Regions from separate parts of the Danio rerio genome. Here region 2 is linked to region 1. The links are chromatin contacts, called in public HiCAR-type maps. All regions are on one chromosome and are shown on one strand. The core of a region is the stretch at or near the end of the contact, and the rest is flanking DNA. Distances in the headings are between cores, read along the strand shown.

Region 1 (2,736 bases), core at 150-2,649:
ATGTGCCTTGATTCTGTAATGCCTGCCTGCCTTTGATTGCTGCCTCAGATGGCAGCATTTTAAAGCTTTTAGACGCAACCTATGTGTTTAAGTAAAATATATTATGTTATTATATGTTATGAGTACAATATACACACACACACACACACACACACACACACACGCACACACACACACACACACACACACACATACACATATATATATATATATATATATGTGTGTGTGTGTGTGTGTGTGTGTGTGTGTGTGTGTGTGTGTGTGTGTGTATACATATATATATATATATATATATATATATATATATATATATATATATATATATATATATATTATTCTGAAAATGTCTTATCAAGTTTTTTTTTTTCAAATTTCAAATAAAATATTCTAATTTAAAGCATTTTAAAAAAAATTACAATTAATTGAAAATCAAGGTCGCCATATTGCAGGTTTGATCAAAACTGTTCACTTAGAGCAGAGATGCTTAAACTAGGGCCCGGGGGGCAAAGTTGGCTCCTAATAACCTTTGATTTGGCCCACCATTCCATCTGAAAAGAGGAAGAATTTTAGGAAGGGCTGGAGTTCATGCCTTTAATACGCATTGTCATTTCTAATTTAACATAACCTTTCACTGGTTTATTTTATTGTTAGGCTACAAAAAAAAAGTAAATGTTTCAATCAAATGTTGTAAATGAATCAAATTTTTTTTAATGAACAAACTGTTCGAGCTCAATTCAGAAGTCCCCAGTAAGCAAATAAAGACAAAGGCAGCTTGACTAGTGTATATGGTATTAAATTCCATTGTGTTATAAATGATGGACACTTTTTACTTTTAAATTAATTTTATTATTATTATTATTATTATGATTATTATTATTATTATTATTATGATTATTATTTAGTCATTTTGAAGAAATGTCATCAATAGTTTACAGAACAATAGAAAATTACACTTTACACATAACCCATTAAAAGAAAGTGTAAATCTATATATATATATTTTTTTTGTGACAATTTTTTTGCTTCCTCCATTGGCAGATTAATTTGCTTCTTTTGAGGAAAAACACTTCATTTTGGCATGTTATTTCTTAAAACAAGACAATGTATTTTTTTTTTTTTTGCCTGTCTAGAAAATGCTTCTTGATTTAAGATTTTTTTTAGATATTTAGCCTAGAAACAAGAAAAAAATGCAGTGACATTTGAATCCTAGAAATTTTAGGATTTTCAGACCCTTAAAATCACTTTGTTGATGTAGTCTCAGACAGTGAGCTAGTACTGTATCATATTTTCACAGTAATGTAGTTTAACAGTGCCAGATGTGCAATAGTGTCCAGTGTTGTGCTTCTGCTGAGCACTGCCATCTTCTGGAACGCCTGCTCACAAACTCCCTCCTCCCTCGATACCCTCTCTCGATCTCTCTCTCTCTTTCTCTCTCCCTCTCCTCTTGGACGGTAGCCTGACATACCAGACCCTGTTCGTTAGCGCATATTTTTACCCGCCGTTACTAAATTAGGAAGCCAGTGAGCGAGAACCATGGGTGGCTGCCAAGAGCAGAATAAGGAGGGTCTGCTGAGGGCCTTGCCAGCGCAGCCACTAGCATCAAGAGCCACTTAGAGCTCTCCGAAACAAGAGCCCTGCAGGAACCGAGGCCAAGCAGAGCCTCAAGATATCCTGGCCAAAAGACCAACCAGAACAAACAAACAAATATCCTGCTTTTTTAATGAACACCTTGTCACAGGACTGTCATCACAACCAAACAAACAGCTAGAATTTGTGCTAGACTGAGTTTAAATAGCTTGATAGGAGGGTTTAAATGCATTTAGGAAAACTAATTTAGCTCTTTTATTTCTAAAAATGCTCGCTTGAATGATTTTACAAACATTTATAATGGGTAAAATTTGGTCTGTACAGGTTTTTCATTTTAGAATGACCTAATTAAATGCATCAGTTTTGTCTTTTATGTCAAATAATCCATTTTAACAACTCAATTAAATCAATCAAAACCACAACAAAACTATTTAAAATATAATATACATAATTTGCACAATCAAAACAAAAGTAGCAGGAATTGATTGGAGGGTAAAGCTGTAATGTAATGTTGTAAACATAATTATAGTTGATTATTGCTCTTCTGGTAATTATTAATGTCAATTAACAGAATATTTGTATGTTCAGAGAAACTACACATTAACTTCTGGCTCAAAAAAAAAAAAAAGTTTAGTACACATCAAATAATAAATAAACCATGGAGACCAATACAGTGTGTTTCATTTTTTCCTAAAAGCATTATTTTCACAATGATTTGTTTGATAATTGTTTATTTGACAACCAAAAAATTCTGGACTACATTTTAATAGTCAATTTTATTTTTAGTATTCCTGAAACAAACATTTTAACATTTTACAGTTGCAATTACATTTATAAAACTGCAGCTTGAAAAAGTAAATAAGATGTTTGTTTTTAATCTGAATATTTCCTGCTAAAATGAAAACAAGGAAGAAACATTGTGTAATTAATGCTTTAAGCTTTCTATTTTTCGATTATTATTATTATTATTATTAGTGGTAGTAGTAGTAGTAGTAGTAGTAGTAGTAGTAGTAGTAGTATTACTACTACTGTACTACTACTACTACCAGTGTTGGGGAAAGTTACATTTAAAAAAAAGTTATGCATTACATTATTGAGTTACTCCCCAAAAGAGTAACTAGTTTTGTTAATTTTATGGTAAGTGTTGCA
Region 2 (2,736 bases), core at 78-2,577, 150 kb before region 1:
AATGTGTATGATCAATTAGTCCCGACAGCAGGTTTTTAGGTCATTGTAACTTCTACAACTTACGTTAATCATGTTCTAACTTGATTTTATAAGTTACGCAAGCTGCTGTATGTCAGTTTAACATTAAATAAGTTCAAAGGACTCATAAGGTTAAATTAATTTAACCTAAAAATTTAAGGCAACCAGGATTTTTCAACTTTTACAGTATATGCAACATGCTAGAACAAATCTACATATATAGTATGGCTATGGAAGACTATTTTTAGTTTCAGGTTTTTTTTTTTTTTATTCAAATTTTTTAAGCATTGGTTTTGATGAAAAAAAAACAGGTTTTATATTATTATGTTTTATTAAAAATATTGAGATAATGTTATGTTTATTCTTTGAAGGTCTGATAACATTTATTTCTGGTTTAAAATAAAAACAGTCAATTCAAAACTTTAGTTTTTTTCAGAAAAATCACAACTGGTAAGAGTAGCAAATATTTTATTTAATATGACTGAAAATAAGAGTTATTCCACTGCTATTAAAACGTGGTTATCAAGTTTTCTAAAAATGAATATAAAAATAGTCAAATAATATGGCACCTTTCTTGCTATTTAAAGCAAAAACTAGGAATAAAATGAAGTGAAGACCAATAAAATTTAAAATAAAATATGTCATTAATAGTTAGCATGATGTTATCATGGTGCATAAAATGTGCTATACATGTACAGCACTAAACTCGCTATTTAAGTAAGATATTTAACAAAAAATATTTAGCAAAAACAACTTATTTTTGCTGCGATTTTGTATGCAATAACTACAATATAATCAGTTATTAATATTTCATAAGCAGCCTCCTGTGCCTCTTTTAAAATTAAACTATGAAACATGCTGGAAAAATCTACACATATGGCTATAGAAGATCATTTTCAGTCTTGATTTACTGAATTTACTTAATACATGGAATATAAAATATGTTATACATATACAGCATTGATTGTATGTATGAAGTACCTATACAGTATACAACTCACCTCACAGTCAAGGTCGCACTGGCTAACAAGTTAATAATAATCTAAAAAACAGATGTAAGTTATTGAGACGCTGGGAAAAAAGCAACTAGACTGATGGATGATGGTTCATTACAAAGCCTTGTTCTCCAATTATCTGGCTGTACTGACTCTGCTGATGATATACTGCACATGCCTTATCAGCCCTAGTCATATTTAACAGAAAGCAGCTATGTCAGTGTATCTGATAGGAACAATGTTTGTTTTACACATTTACAGTGAACTGGCATAATGTGCACGTGTGAGTAATCTCACCTCCAAGCAGCCCTACAGTTTCTAGCTTTCACAACAAATAGAGAGTTTCTTTGTAGGCTTTGTGGAGTTCTAGAAAGAAAAAAAGTGCCAAGAGCGTGATTATTTAATGCTGTCAATCACAATGCTAATGATATATAAACGGCTGCTTAAACCTCATTCCAATGACAACGCTTCTGGCATCCCTCAACCTCCTCCCTCACTTCACCTTTTTTCCCTATAATTAATCAGGTCCAGGAGAGTGTTACAGCACCAGCAGAATCGTCTCACGTTCAAAGCTCTTCATTCCGGACAGCCAGAAAAACCTGTTTGGCTCTCAAATCACTGTTAAAGGACTAATTCACCCGGAAATGAACTTTATATTATGTTGTTCATGTGTAACTGTAATTTAAGCAGGACTGGGGTTTTCATAACATTAAGCTATTACTAGGGGCCTACATACATTCCTTTGGTTTGGTAAGAATGTGTTTAGTAAACAAATACAGTGTGTTAACCACGACAAGTCAGGGATTTAAAGTTTTGAAAACAAATGGATATTCATCCTTAAAACGTAAGATCGGTCTTTATAGGTGATGCATGATCAAAATGTAAGTCTCTCTTTATATTAGGTGACCTGAACTACTATGTAGTTGCATTAAAAAATAAACATAAAGAGCATACTGTGTTTACAATACATCACAGAATACTTCTGGTGGTCTTTAGGTGGGTTACGGGTAGGGTTAGGAACAGGTTTGGTGTTATGGGTAGGTTTAAGGGTGGGTTAAGGTGTAACGGATGGTCAACAGTGTAATTCCCAAGACAGGCTCATTCTGAATACCGTACCACTATATACATTTCTAAAGAGTACTAAATATGTTCTAGGAGCTATGTTTTTTTTTGCTGTTTCTGTTTTAGCGAATCTGGCAGACGCTGCTTTGTATGCTTCTCAAAAATCAAAGCTCTCAAATTTCTGCTGTACTCGCGTAAATTCACCAGAGCCTGTTGTAAAAAGACTGACTGATTGACTGACTGACCAATTGACAATCCCACCCACCCCCTTCCTTAAACCCAACCGATACTGCTTTAAAAAGCACCGATTGACCAGTGCCCACCCACTTCCCTGAACCCAACTGACAGTGTTATGAAAAGCAACCCAGAAAAAAAGCTCTCTTATATAGCAGGCTTTTACGCAGCGGATGTCCTTCCAGCCGCAACCCATCTCTGGGAAACATTCACTCACACACACACACACACACACACACACACACACACACACTATGGACAATTTAGCCTACCCAATTCACCTGTACCGCATGTCTTTGGACTGTGGGGGAAACCAGAGCACCCGGAGGAAACCCACGCGAATGCAGGAAGAACATGCAAACTCCTCAAAGAAACACCATCTGAGCCGAGGTTCGAACCAGCGACCCAGCGATCTTCTTGCTGTGAG

What was found. HiCAR-type assays count read pairs that join an accessible place to other places.
Region 2: a HiCAR-type map of caudal fin shows a contact between it and region 1, with 4 times the contacts expected there. The contact joins two enhancer-like sites. A contact is called at or near these places in 1 of 18 Hi-C or Micro-C datasets (hematopoietic stem cells) and 1 of 4 datasets of contacts at active chromatin or transcription factors (caudal fin).

The regions. Positions count from the first base shown.
Region 1 is chr18:24,478,979-24,481,714 of GRCz12tu, reverse strand. No RefSeq gene overlaps it. Among named protein-coding and RNA genes, the nearest start is that of cbfb, 94 kb to the right of the region's middle. Within about 2 kb of position 1,399, at least 13 of the 62 cell types and tissues checked have an H3K27ac peak or open chromatin away from gene starts, as enhancers often do. A contact at or near this core is called in caudal fin, where this site is marked.
Region 2 is chr18:24,633,777-24,636,512 of GRCz12tu, reverse strand. The region is part of intron 2 of mef2aa (myocyte enhancer factor 2aa); the gene reads right to left. Among named protein-coding and RNA genes, the nearest start is that of mef2aa, 49 kb to the right of the region's middle. Within about 2 kb of position 1,327, at least 7 of the 62 cell types and tissues checked have an H3K27ac peak or open chromatin away from gene starts, as enhancers often do. A contact at or near this core is called in caudal fin, where this site is marked.